Linked DNA regions of Mus musculus: region 2 is linked to region 1. The links are chromatin contacts, called in public promoter capture Hi-C maps. All regions are on one chromosome and are shown on one strand. The core of a region is the stretch at or near the end of the contact, and the rest is flanking DNA. Distances in the headings are between cores, read along the strand shown.

Region 1 (7,412 bases), core at 3,579-6,078:
GTTTGGACTTGTAGTTATTTTTTACAGTGCTTTCCTTGGGGGTAAAATTTTAGAATTCATTAGAATACCTGTAGTGCCTCCCCTCCCACCTCTCATTGGTAAGTATATAATCATCTGTATTCTTTGTTGATAATTTGTAAATTTTGAACATTTTCTGTTTGAACTATATTATATAATTTTATTTAATAAGGTATCTAACTTCTAATTATATACATTTACTGTATAAGTATATATAGCTTTCTGTATAGATTTATGCTCTACACACAGTCTTTTTAGTCTATTTTTAAAAGTAATTTGAAGATCCTGAATATATTATTGACATTGGTTTATTATTTAATTCGTTGTAAGCTTAGTTTAAAATGAATTCTAGAAGGAAGAAAATTTAGAAAAGGCTTAAGTTTTGTACATGTCATGGAACTAAAACATTGCACCCCTCCTGCATGCCCTGTGAGTGCTGTGTTAGCTGCATGAGCATCTGCTGTGTCTGCGCATCTTGTATATGTCAGTCTGACACTCCTGTATCAGTTCTTCATCTTAGTGCTCTGTGATCTGCAGGTGGACAGGAAAGTTAGTGGCAGCATTTTTTTCTGAGGTCTCATATCTTCTTCCTAAGCAATACGTCTAAGTAGGCAAAGCACCACCTGAAGAGATTGTGTCAGTGCCTCTTAACATGTCCACGACACCCTTGCAGCCCAATCTCTCTAAATATTCGCTGACTCTTTACCCCCTTCGCCATAACTTCTGTCTCCAACTTTTCCATGAGCAATAACATAGCCTTCTTACTGGTGTCTGTGGCCTGTTTAATCACTGGCTAATTCCCCCAAGATCAACACATAAAAACTGCAATTCTTGTATCAATTCCTTTATAAAACCTTCTCAGCCCCTGACTCTGCCAAAGCGGAGGAGCCTTCCAGGATCTGACCTCTGCCTCTCATTTTCATTCTCACCCTTGATGTCCTGGCATCACTGCATTGCTAACCATACCGCACCTGCACCACACCTGCACCACACCTGCACCACGACTGCACCACACCTGCACCACACCTGCACCACACCTGCACGTGTCTGCTCTGCATTCCATTAGCCATGCACAATTTATGCTTCTATGCAACCCACCCCATGTTTCTGTCTTAGAAAAATCAGCTTAATCAGATATACTATGTTTTCTACATTCTTTTCCCTTCCTTCCCTCCTGCCTTAGGGATGTTACTGGCTGGTTTCACCATCAGGAATGTTCCGATTATTTATGAATTTGTCCATATTCCTACCACATGGTCTTCAGCTTTAAGAAACACTGCCCTTACTATTATCCTAGTACGAGCTGGGCTTGGACTGGATCCACAGGTAAGTTTCCTATTCAATTTTGAGTAAAAATTCTTTGACATATTAGAAAATTACAGAAATGAAAAGAAGCAAGATTTTTGGTATAGCTGTTCTGAGTCTACATGTAAAACTAAGATAAAGATTCAAGACTTGACCAAATGTTGGTTTCATAATTTCTATTTCTAGCCATCAGCATTTATATGAAGAGAAATCTTCGTATAAATGATATAAGACCTCTATTAGTTGTCATCTTTAGTAACGTGCATAGAAATAGATGTGCCTTAGGCAGGACTACTAGTAGTTAACTGAGAGGCCATCTCATAGGCACTGTTTTCTTCCGGTTAACAAAGGATAGGGTAATCCTGTAAAAACTTCCTTTCCTCTCTGTTTTCAAAGAGAGATCAAAAATTTCAATAATTTGTTTTATGATTATGTATAAATATGTTCATGATTAACTTTATATTAATGTAAAAGCTCATTTAACATATTTCTTAAAATACTATAATCTGGAGATCAGAAATCTGTTTGAATTATTGAAAGGTGACTTGTCATGGACATAATAGCTACAGAAATAAGTGTGGGAATTGTATATATAGAGTTAGTGAATTTATACCAAAAGGGTAGATAATTATTGCTAGTGATGATTGAGCCATAAAGAAAATAGAAATTTTTTTCCTTTTGAAATATATTGAATTTTTCTTTTTACTTTTAACATGTTAGTCTTTTTTATTATTACTATTAAATAGTTCTCCACCAATTAACTGGTGGGGAAAATCCAATGGGATATTGTCACTGTAATGTACAATGGGAAAATTAAAGGAGGTAGAAGTAATTAGAGAGGTTAATCTTTATTGGTGACTATAGATTATTGGTGACTGTAGATTATTGGTGACTATAGATTATTGGTGATATGGATGCACTTTATCAAGGGTGAATTGCTATCCCTTCAAGAAATGGTGTGCTATAAAGTTTGCCTAAGTAATTGTCTTGTTGGCCTTTGTAATTGATCTAAATGCAACCTTTTCTGTTTCAGGCCTTGAAGCATCTGAAGGGAGTCTGTCTGCGCTTGTCATTTGGTCCATGCTTCCTAGAAGCCTGCTCAGCCGCTCTCTTCTCCCACTTCATTATGAACTTTCCTTGGCAATGGGGGTTCCTACTAGGGTAATATTTTTTCCTTTCCTCATAACATGAGATTACACAGCTAAATGTTTTTGATTAAAGCTTTAGATACTCTGAGTATTGTATAGCCAGGTTCTTCATTAAACTCATTTTATTAGGGGTGAGCAAGAATCCTCAAAAATCACAGGGTGTGGTGGTGCATGCCTTTAAATCCCAGCACTCGGGAGGCAGAGACAGGCGGATTTCTGAGTTCAAGGCCAGCCTGGTCTAAAAAGTGAGTTCCAGGACAGCCAGGGCCATACAGAGAAACCCTGTCTCGAAAAACCAAAAAAAAAAAAAGAATTCTCAAAAATCAATTGATCAAAGATAGAGTCATGTTCCATGTCTGCTGCTGGGCATTGTGGCACCCCCCCCCCTCCCCGCCATCCCACACTAGGGAGGCTGACGCAGTAGCCAGTCAGGGGTACAGAGCAAGGTCCTATCTCTGAAAAAATCTGCTATCAGTTACTCACACATTCTTAGTTCCTCAGTGTATAGTGTCAAATAGTATAGTACAGTGTATAGTCCCTCATCTTATTCCCGCTCCTGTTGTGTGTCTGTGTATTTTAGTATGTACACTATTGTACTGTGTGTACATATGTATTTGTACACATATCCATATATTTATTATATGTGAGAGATTTTAGTAATGGGCATGTAAATAAAAATGCTTCTATTCTCAGAGCATTAAAATGTAAAACGACCTTTTCTGTCAGCACAAAGAGCCCTATCAATCTTCTCTATTATCCATTCCCTTGTGTTAAAATCCTTCAAGTTGGAAGTATTGTCCATAGCTCGTAGCTTATTTTCATTTTCAGTTCATTAACTCTTGCATCCACTTACACATTCCAGCCAAATTTTTAAAACGATCACTCATTGCATACTTATTGCTAAATGTAGTGAATTTCACACTTTAACTGTGAAGCACCCTAATACATATATGCATACATGCATACATACATACATATGCACATACATGCATACATACATACATATGCACATACATGCATACATGCATACATACATACACATACATATATCTGTGCTGGAAATCAAACCCACTGCCTCAAGTATATGAGGCAAGGATTTTGTCACTCAGCTACACTCCTGGCATGTTTTTATCATGTATAAATTAAAACACAGCCACGTGTAAGGCGTAGCCACGTGTAAGGCACAGCCACTTGACGTGCCTTCTGGTTATCCCTTCAGCTGAAAGTTATCAGGGCACCACGGCCTCTACACTGACACTGCCGTCTCACTCACAGCATTTCTTAGAGACCATGAGTGGCTCTCTGTGTGGAATTTAGCTTCTGTTTCTCTAATTAATAAGCACCGGCACTAAGCCCTGCTGTAGGTACTGGAACTGCCCATACAGCTGCTTTGGTAAAATGACAGTCAAATCTTTCGCCAGTTTTTAAAATGTTGTCCATTGATTTCTTACTGAATTTCAAATGATTTCTTCTTTATTTTATGTGTATGAGTGTTCTGCCTGCATGTATATCCGTGCACTACGTGCATGCTACATCCACAGAAGTGAGAAGAGGGTGTCAAGATCCCCTGGAAATGGAGTTGCATATGATTGTGAGCTGCCTTGTACATTCTGGAGTTTCAACCCAGATCCTTGGGAAGGGCAGCCAGTGCTGTTCACCACTGGGCATCTCTCCAGCTCTCTATGTTTATGTCTAGACCAGTCTTTCATCTAGGATATACAATCCGAATTTTTCCTTCTAATATGTGACTTGCTTTAATTCCTTCCATAACTAGCTAAGTAGTGACTAAAAGAACAGAAATTTATTCTTCAAAGTTCTGAAGATTGGAAGGCCAAGGAAGATATTGGCAGGTTTGATTTCTCTTTCAGCCTCTCTATCTGGCTTTCAGATTGCCACCATCTTCCTGTGCCTTTCCATGCCCTGTCCTCTCATTGTAGACATCCTTGTGGTCTCTTCCTGTTCTGATGAAATACTGGGCCTCTTTGATCCAGGTCCACCTAACCTATGACTGCCTTTAACTGTTACCAGCTCTTCAAAGGCTTTCTCTCTGAATCTAGCCTCATTGCTGGTCAGCTTGGCATGTGGATTTGTGAGAACAGGGACACAGTTCAGTCCATAACAGTCCCTAACTTGCCAAACCTTCCTTCCTGTTTTCTCTAACAGTCATCCTTTTCTCTCTTCTAGCCTTTAAGTATAGGAATGTTATAGGGCCAGTATGAGACCTTCTCATTCTCCCATAACTTCTATGGTTTCAAATTCTGTCTATAAGCTATTAACTTTCAGACACAGCATTCAAGTCTCATTGCCTTGAACACAGGAAGCACCTGGCAGTTTCTCCAAGTGACAGTGCCACATCAGAAGAAGAGGACCCCGTCTCTCCAGTCAGAGGTTGTACCCATCTCAGACACGAGAAATTACCATGGGAAATGGTTAGCGTTTCGCTTTATATCCCGAACTTACTGCAGCAAGAAATGAACATTTTTGAAGAATTTGCTGATTCTTCTGTGAGCTTCTCACATGTTAGCCCCTCTTTATCTTTGTCATGATGGTTTCAGTCTCACATTATTTCAGTTTTACAGATGGAGAAACAGTTATGGGATAGTTAGATGAATCACTTCAAGTTACACAGCCTGTAGTGAGTGTATTGTAGTCTGAACACAGGGCTTCCATGCTCAGCGCTGTACGTGTGTGAATAACACTTATCATAAGTTGACATTTCAAGTCAGATTAAGGAAGCTTTAGTCAAAAAGCATATTAAGGAAATTAGAATATTATTTGAGGAGAAACTACATTTTGATATTTTTCTTCCAGTACATGTCAAATGAAGTAAAGACTGAAAATGTTTTAAGTTAAAAGGTTGAAAGTAGAAAACATCAGATTTCTTTCTTTGTTTTCCATACAGTGTTTCTCTGTGTAGCCTGGCCGTCTTGAAATACAGACCATGCTTAAACTCAGAGATTACACCCTCTGCCTCCCTAGTGTTGGTATCAAAGACATGGTGCCACCACCACCTGGCTCAGATTTCTTTTTTTTTTTAAAAAGTTTACAAGACAAAAACATTTGTTTGTTTTAAATAGGCAGGTAACGTGAGCAGTGGTGATATACAACATGCTACCTAGAAGCACACATGGGTCACGACATGGTTAAATGTGACCTCAGTATGTATGGCCTGACTGTTGTGTGTTGGCGGGGAAAAGATGCAGCGCCCGCTCAGGAGTGCTCAAGAATAGCACGTATCACCTGTCCCTGCGCACCACAGCAAAGCTCATGAGTCCTTGCCTCCCGCTGGCTCTGTCCTGTCTCTGTCGGCATGTGGCTTCCTAATCGCCCCATTAATTTTTAACAGTGTCTCAAAGAGGAAATTTAAAATTTGATTTCAGTTTCCTGTTTCTTTTATGGTTGGTTCTATTTGTAGAATATCACAGGTTTCCTAATACAAGCTTTTAGGCTTAGGCAGGTGCATTGGCCACCGTGAGGCAATTTTCTTTGTGCTCTGTGAGGTAGGAGCCGAGGTGCACCTGCGTTGCTTTTCTGCAAGGATTTATAGTTGTTCCCACACCAGTTACTGCACCGTAACAGCTTTGCCAGAAAATCATTATTTATACTTATATATAATAACTACTTAGTATTTTACGGGATTGGATTATTCTGAGTTCTTTCCATTTTCACACTCATTTTAGATTAGTTTGTCAATTATTATTTAAAAATAGCTTCTTGGACTTTTAATGTGATTGAATTGACTCTATAGATAATTTGAAATTGGTTACCTTACACAGTGTAGAATCTACGATGGTGACCTAACCTATCTATTGAATTGAGTCCTACTTAATTTTTCAATCAATGTTTTATAGTTTGCAGGTGTTTAGTGTAAATTTGATACTGGTTTAAGGTTGATTCCTAAGTATTTTTGTTTTTCCATACTCTTATAAAATTGGGTTATTTATTTATTTATTTATTGTTTTTCTTTTAGTATTTTCAACTCAAGCTCTCTCTGTGTAAGAGCCCTGGCTATCTTGGAATGCTCACTGTAGACCAAGCTGACGTCAAACTCACAGAGATCTTCCTGCCTTTGCCTTCCTACAGCTGGGATTAAAGGTGCGTGCCACCAGGCCCAGCAAAGCTTTTTTTTTTTTTTAACTTTCAATTGTTGTTGTTCCATAGAAAATGTAGTATGCATACACATACATATTTGTGCATTTAATGTGGATTTTTATTTGTTTTAAAGATGTATTTATTTTTATTTTATGAGTGCTTGCCTAATGAATGTCTGTGCACCGTGTGCGTGTCTGGTACCCACAGAGTTTGTTTGCATAGACTTTTATAGAACTGAATGGAAAATTCTGCCTGCTAATTATTCCTGCTTTAAATGACCCTTCAGCTATATCTATTTGGATTTTACATTTTGTAAATGAATTGCTGATATCTGAGAACTGTACTTAGAGTGTTAGTGGCCGAGCCTGTGTATTTTTACTGTTTAGGGGACATCTGTGGCAAAAGTCGGGATCTAGTTGCTCCCTGCACAGTATCTACCTTTCCTCTGATATAGACTTTCATATTTCATGATTTATGCAGGCTATGCTTTATGTCAGCTTGACACAAATAGGGTTATATAGAAGGGAGCATCAGTTGAGAAAATTCCTCCATTATATAGCTTGTAGGCAAGTTTATGGGGTCTTTTCTTGACTAATGGATGCTTGATATGGAAGGGACCAACCCAACTGGGGGCCGTGACCTCCCTGGACAGGTGGTTCTCCGTACCATCAAGAAGCAGATGCATCAAGCCATGAGGAGCAAGCCAGCCAGCAGTGAGCGTTGTCTTTTCATCAGCTCTTGCCTCCAGGTTCCAGCCTTGAGTTCCTGCCCTGACTTCTCTCCATGATGGACTTTGAGTCAAAAGATTAAATAAATCCCTTTCCTCCCCCGAGTCGCTTTTGGTCATGG
Region 2 (7,412 bases), core at 3,416-5,915, 310 kb after region 1:
TTATGACCTTGCTTGCCAATGTCTCTAAAGCTTTAAAATTAAAATAAAATTAAAAAGATGGTTTTCCATCTCATAAAATCCCCTTTTTGAATGGAAGACTTCCTCTTTTTGTATTTTTTAGAGGGAACAGTAGGTAACTGTTAATTATTTATACATTCTAATAAACCATGAATGCACCACATAAAATACTGTACTCGGGGAGCAAACACTGTTTGGGGGGCTTCTCTCTTACCAGAAGAACAGTGGGCTTTTCATTGCCTGTTGGATAAGGTTGCCTGTCAAAACAAGCTAGCGAAACAATTGAATGTGACTTAGCTGTTTATCAGGTGTCATCTCAGTACCAACAAAGTCCATGCAAGGGTTGGAGGGGTCTCACAGCACGGATGAGCTGTTACCTGCTTTTAGCTAGAACTAGAGAACTTACTCTTTCAAACAGCCTTTTATTCTTTTAAAAACAATTTTAGGTTCTTCTAAAGACGGTGCCTTGTACAATACTTATATCTTCCTTGAATGTTCAGGCCCGTCTGTACAGTTCAATAAGGACTGTAGATACTTTAAATCTGTGAGAAATAGGGATCTGACTAAAAGCTGCTTAGGAAGTTTGGGGCCTAGGAGTTTACTTTGGAAACCATCAGAAGGTAATTTGTACTAGATAATTAAAACTTATATATCATTATTCCAGTTTTTAAAACAAACAGCAAATTAAAGCCTCTCAAACGTGCGTTACTGATAATTACATCTGTGTTAGTGACTATGTAAAGTGTAATGGCGTCACAATATTAGATTTAAGTATTTTTGATATATTAATATTCCAACAAAAGTCTTCTCTATATTCTCTCCTCTTGATTTCGCAATCTTTACCAAGTCCTTTCTTATATCAGGCTTTGAAGTAGGCTTATCTTCTTCTCTAAACTATTTGTTGATCTCCTAATCTCATCTGAAAGGATTAACTAGTTTGCAGGTACATCCTCTCAGACAATGCAGCAGCTAGGAGGGGAAGGCAATTCCATCTGGCAGAAAAGAATGCCTTTCCTCCCCTCCCTCCTTCCCTCCCGCCCTCCTTCCCTCCTGTCTTCTTTATCTCTCCATCTCTCCCCCTCTCCGCTTTCTTCCCAACGAGAGACAATGTATACTCATTAAAGCAACAGCACAACGATGATAAGAGCTATTAACTCTACCAAACTATGTGGTTTTCAAGCCTCTCCCCAGACCTTCCAAGACTGCCCTTCTTCCAAGCATTCCCCCTGAGGCTGAGTGCCTGCATTTGGCTAACAGCCTCAAATCTCTGTGCTCTAACAGAAGGCATCTGCTAGGATACATCTGTTCTTACTCTTGGACCTGCTCACCTCTAACACGACAATCAGTTTCAGTACTGACGAGAGGTACACAAGCGCAAGTCACAATCACCAGAGGCAGACGAAAGCGCCCAGGTAGTCCATCAGCTCTAGTCAGACAGAAAGGCAGGCACAAAGTACGGTAGAGTCTTCTAGCACTAAAATCCTATTTGACCTTCTCCTGGGCCTTTTCTTCTAACACAGCCACACTACCTTATATAATTCTTGTTGTAAGCAGAAAGTTGGCATGCCATCCAAACAAAACAACTTCCTTCCAGAGGACAGGTCCATGAGAACTTTCCCACAGATACCCATTCACATACATTCAATGTCCTGGACAGGGCTCCTCCTCAGTCTGCCACGCAAGAAGAACACACAGGACACAGGGCATACTCTATTTGATTCAACTAGTGCGTTCCACGGACACTTTCTAACACAGTAGCTCTGGACCTAGAACGCGGCATCCAGCAGTACACTCTGCTAGATGAAGGGGGAGAAAAGGCATTTTGAATACATTCTCTAAAAATCCTGACAGCAAGGCTACAGGTATATCGAAGTATAATGGAACAGTCACGAGGCCCCGGGTTTGATCCTCAGTGTGGCTAAGCAATGAATCCACATAGCAACTCGGGAATAATTATTTTAGCTTATTATTTTAAAACGCCAGCGACTTTATTTTCTTCGCCCAAGCTCAAATTAATTAAAGGTTATAAATGGTCACTTCTCCGTAGAAGCCAGAACTCTCCCCCTCTTCAGAGCAGGGGAATACCTCATAAATAAATTAGGCGAAACCATGGCTTGCTGATTGAATGAATGATAATCCACAGTCCATGTGGTTGCCAAGTCTTTCTCTAGACCTCTCTACCGCAATGAGCAATCCCTGAACGTCAACGAAGAGGCTTACTTCATCAGTTATCTGGAAGTCTGCGAGTCGTGAAGACAGCCCACAGAAATACTAGCTTCTCCACTCAGCCTCGATTCACCGGAAGGACCATGAAAAGGAACAGCACCAGTGAATCTGATGCGGCTCCCTTCCAACTCACTGCAGCTCAGTCAGCCTGGCTGAGCTACTTTTAAGGGGCAGAAGTCAAAATGGAAGCAGAAAGATCAAAGCAGTGCTTACAAAAGGGAAGGACTGTTTTCTGTATGTATACTCTAGTATTTACTAACTGGCTTTCAAACCCAGGGACATTTACAACCTCCTCAGCTCAGGTAATTGCCATCTGTGGCAAGCAAGAGGCAACTGAATTTCTGAACAGAGATAAGAGATAACAGAGATAATCAGGGTGCCACCAACCTTTAACAGGATTAAACAACTTTCTTTAAAAGTCTTTTGGTTTTGAAGTGGTTAGCGTTTCCCAGCAAGTGTAGTATTTTAGTGCCAGCATTAAGTGTACAGAGAAGCCTTCTTTTGTGTTCAAGTTTACTCAGTGTCTTAAGCCAAGAAGACATTTTCTCTAAGCTAGCAAGAGACTCCCAGAAGTATCAACAGGGACCAGAGTTGCCGAGTTCACATTCCCATCAATATGTGTGTTCTTGTAGTCATCCAGTGGGGTGAGAAATGTTAAATGCAACAGGAAGCACAGCTTTTTAAATTCCAGGCCTCTCAAGTTCATATGCAAAGCAAAGGACTTCGATGTAAATAATTTACATATTTTTTTCGTGCATCAAACAGCAAGAGGTTCCATCTCTAGAAAGCGCAATATTAAAATCAGGGGGAAAAAAACCCACTTCAGCAAGGACCTTACTTTAATCAAGTTTCTCTTTTTAAGGTCTGACGAACATTAATGCATTTTTTTTTTGCCACCCAAGAACAATCAGCTGAAGAGTCCTCTAGAAAGCCACCCAACTCTATCACCATCTCCATCTTTAGTACTAACCACCAGTCTGAGCCCCAGTATTTGATGCCATAGCCATCAAATGTTAATAAACACCACAAGTTGTTCTCAGCCCTAAAACAACAAAAATTTTAGTTAAATATGCTTACTTAGAAAGCTGCAGTGTTGGCCTTTACTTTTAAAAGTTCATTAAAAAAACAAAACAGATTAAATCTAGATGATGAAATCTTTTTATCATTTGTCCCACTTAAGTTTTAGACTCGACCCATAAACAGAGCCAAGATTGGTGTCTGTCTCAGAAGACCGAAGGAAGCCTACATGTAGCAGAGGCGTCATGTTTGTATCGTTTTCTGTTTTGGAGGTCAGGCACAAAACATGGTGCCATTATCCTAGAGTTTCCCCGTAATCAAAAGTCTGAAAGGTGCTATTAGTAGGTAATTTCTCTCTCAAATGCCAGCCCTGGAGAATCGGTGTGAGGCCCTCCTTATTATTTTGAAAATCAAAGTTGAGATTTGGCAGCTGAATGCATGATATGTGTGTGTATGGGGAGGGGGGGGTGTCTATCTCAGATTGGTAAGTGGGCCCCAGGTTCTCCCGAGGGACTGATTCTTAGGAGCTGGGAAGGGCTTTGCCAGCCAGGAGGACTGACAGGCACTTCTGCTTTCATTTCACTGACCGCCCTTTGGTGAAATCTGGCTGTGCACTGCACCAAGCACCTTTCTATCTGTCCTAGGCCGGTGGCGGACCTCAGCCTGGCCGCCACCACCCCACCCCAACCCCGCCGCAGGGGCTTGGGTACATCTTTCTAAAACTTTGCAAGAGTTCCTCTCCGCTTCCCGTTCCCGCCCGCGGAGACGCCGAGGGCCCCGCCAGCCGGCCCGCAAGGCCTCGGGGCCGCCCAGTGCGGATGTGCCCTTTCCCCGCAGCCGGGGCCGCTCGATCCGCGACTCCTGCTTGGGGCTCTCCCCTAGTCCCCCCCCGAACCCCGGGAGCTTCGAGCCAGTGGGACCCGCTGCACCGTGGTGCGGAGAGCTGGCGGCTCCGTTCCTCTACCTGCCCCGGGGCTTACCCTGGAGATGCGGCGCGGCCTCTCCTCGCCTGCGGGCTCCCGCTGCGGAGCGGCGCGGACCGGCGGGAGCCCGAGCCGGGTCGGGGCGCGGGCGGGCGGGCGGGCGGCTCAGCGGCGCGCCATGGCTGCGGCGCGGGCGGAGAAGCGCGGGGCGGGCCGGGCGCGGCGGGGCCCTGAGCTCCGGCCTGCGCTGCTAGAGCCGGCCCGCGAGCAGGCCGAGGGCGGCGGCGGCGGCGGCGGCGGCGGCAGGCCGGGGGCGCGCAGGGCACGGGAAGCCGTCAGCGCGCAGCCGGGCTGCTCGGGTGGCGAAACCTCCTCTTCCTGCCCGGCTCGCCTCGGTACTTCTCTCTCGTCCTCTCTCGCTCACTCTCTCACTTCCTGGCTGGAAATTCCCACTGACGTCGAGAGAGAGCAGACAGACGGACGGACCCACGCGCGCGCGCACAGCGGGGGCGGGAGGTGGGGTCGCCTCCGGGGGTGGGGGAAGCCCGCGCGCCCCGACCCGGCGCCCCGAACCCCAAGCCCCGCGGCGGCCGCGACGCCCCCGGGAGGCGCCCGCAGCCCAAGGGCAGGCCCGGACAGCTGGAGGCCACGGGAGACCGGCCTGGTCCCCACGCGCTGGGCACAAAAGTCAATCTCATCTGCTTGTTCCCTCCTCTGGGGGTCTCGGCTACACTCAGATCGCTCCATAGAGCGGACAGGAATTTCGAGATCGTAGCTGAGGTTCTCTCCAGAGAACCATGAATTTATATTGGGTCTGGATGAAGTCTTCAATCCGCTCGATTATTTCAGCCACAGCGCATTGTCCGGCCTGTGTGATCATCGCTGTGGATGGAATTAGAGCGACAGTGAGACCCGCAGTGTTGGTTCACAGCTCATAAATCCTTATCCGGCTCAAGGGAGGTTATTTTTCTGGAGAGGCCTCCCACTGATGACCGTTTGCGAGCATTTGAGCGTCTTTATTCTTTGGGCAAAGTGCCTCCATGGGCCAGGAATGACAGCCTGGGGCTAGGTAGCTCCCAAGTGAGTTTTGACTTAAACCTATTTTAGAGTTCGGGGGTCTCACTACTGAGTTCAAGTGGAAATACAACTTTGAAAGGCCAGGGATCAATCAGGTAGTGAGCATGCAGTTTTATTTTGGTACTTAACCCTCCGCTCAGCGTTCCACTTATGAAGTTATAAAAAACCCTCTCAGTGGGATGTTGTTGAGGGAAACACAGGTGCCCCCCCCCACACTGTATATTAGAGAGTCTTTAAGTGACCTTAAAGAGCCCTGTAATCAACCTTAAAGCTATATCATTAAATTGTAGAGACCGTTTTGCCATCTAGAGTTCAGAGGCTTCCTATAGATGGAAGACAACGATGGTTGTTATTATTTATGGGACATTAGAAATTGTAACCTACGGGCCTGGGAAATGACTCAACAGAGTGGTCGTTGGGATCTTTAGCATTCCTGCAGGTGGGGGTATCTGTAACCTCAGCGGACAGTTGGACCTGGAACTCATTGGATAACTAACAAAGCCAAGCGCTGAGTGACAGAAAGTGACAAACACAGACCTCTGTGAGAGAGAGTGGGGGTGGGGGGGACAGAGGGAGGGGGAGGGGGAGAGGGCAAGAACTGTGTCCTTGTTACTATTTAGCACATTGCTATATAGTATATAAAATGATTCTTTTCCCTGATGATATAAATACAAAGCCTGAAAGCTCTGGTGAAACAACAAAGTATAAAGTGTTTGTCTTTCCTCTGAGGACTAGGTGGGATGGGGAAAACTCTACAGTCTGCAAGGTGGGGCAGTCCCATTGTCAAAGGCACATAAATAAGACTGTTACAAAGGTAGAGGCAATGGGATATACTACTAGAACACAAGTTGAAGACTGTTCATCAGCAAGAAGTATCTAGTTAAACTTCAAGCTCCAAATGATCCCATGGGATATACCTAAAACAGAAGCCTGTGTGGGAAGCAGGTAGACTAGGCTCCTATGTCTGTGGCAACAGAAACCAATGTCAGGGATTTGTTCCTTCACAGTCCTTGCTGCAAGAGGTCTGACATTCAGATGTGGTTGCCAAGGCCACACTCCACAGAAATCCTTTGCCTGGCCCCTGCCTCTGGTGGCTGCGGCAATGCCTGCCCTCTTAGGCTTGGCTGCAGCATTTCAGTCGTGCTTCATTATCGTGTCAACCCCTTCCCTGTGCTTCCTCTCATCTGGATCCAAAGAGACCTGCCTTTCTTTTATTTAAAAGATTTATTTTAAATTCTCTCTCTCACTCTGTGTGTGTGTGTGTGTGTGTGTGTGTGTGTGTGTGTGTGTGTGTGTGTCTGAGTGTTACAGGTGCCTGTGCTACACAGGCACCTGTGTCTAAGCGTTGCAGGTACCTGTGTAGCACAGATCTCTGTGTGGCGCAGTTGTCTGTGTGGCACAGGTGTCTGTGTGGTAAAGGTGTCTGTGTGGCGCAGGTGTCTGTGTGGTAAAGGTGTCTGTGTGGCACAGGTGTCTGTGTGGCACAGGTGTCTGTGTGGCACAGGTGTCTGTGTGGTGAAGGTGTCTGTATGGTGCAGGTGTCTGTGTGGCACAGGTATCTGTATGGTGAAGATGTCTGTGTGGTGCAGGTGTCTGTGTGGTGCAGGTGTCTATGTGGCGCAGGTGTCTATGTGGCACAGGTTTCTATGTGGCACAGGTTTCTATGTGGCACAGGTGTCTGTGTGGCACAGGTGTCTATGTGGCACAGGTTTCTATGTGGCACAGGTGTCTGTGTGGCACAGGTGTCTGTGTGGCACAGGTGTCTATGTGGCACAGGTGTCTGTGTGGCACAGGTATCTGTGTGATCCAGACAAATCATCAGCTCACCTGGAGCTAGCATTGCAGGTGGGTGTGAGACACCCAGCATGGGTGCTGGTAACCCAGTGTGAGTCCTCAAGCAAAAGTAATAGGTCTTCTTACCTTCTGAGCCATCCCAGCCCATACTCTTGTCTCTTGTTAAGAAACTAGCCATTCTGACCACCTCTTAGCTCAGGGAGGTCTGCAAAGGCTCATTTCTGAATGCAATAGTGTCCATAGGCATCATTGGTTAGAACATGAGGGCTGCAGTCCACTGCCATGGAACAACCAAACCAGTTACATCCTTCTGGTACCCCTGCTTTAATATTCAAAAGTTTTCTGTTTTCAACCCCT

What was found. Promoter capture Hi-C pulls out the DNA fragments that hold promoters and counts their contacts.
Region 2: a contact with region 1 is called in a promoter capture Hi-C map of pre-B cells. The contact joins the promoter of Nfkb1 here to the enhancer-like site in region 1. A contact is called at or near these places in 5 of 39 promoter capture datasets (the C10 cell line, cranial neural crest, embryonic stem cells and 1 more), 2 of 115 datasets of contacts at active chromatin or transcription factors (embryonic stem cells and large pre-B cells) and 2 of 9 other capture datasets (adipose tissue and liver).

What each region holds. Positions count from the first base shown.
Region 1 is chr3:135,371,918-135,379,329 of GRCm38.p6, forward strand. It overlaps Slc9b1 (solute carrier family 9, subfamily B (NHA1, cation proton antiporter 1), member 1), which reads left to right. Exons shown (of 13, transcript NM_028946.4): 5 at 1-98; 6 at 1,202-1,344; 7 at 2,357-2,484. Among named protein-coding and RNA genes, the nearest start is that of Slc9b1, 28 kb to the left of the region's middle. Within about 2 kb of position 4,829, at least 19 of the 459 cell types and tissues checked have an H3K27ac peak or open chromatin away from gene starts, as enhancers often do. A contact at or near this core is called in pre-B cells, where this site is marked.
Region 2 is chr3:135,686,882-135,694,293 of GRCm38.p6, forward strand. Nfkb1 (nuclear factor of kappa light polypeptide gene enhancer in B cells 1, p105) reads right to left here and starts at 4,666. Exons shown (of 25, transcript NM_008689.2): 1 at 4,242-4,666.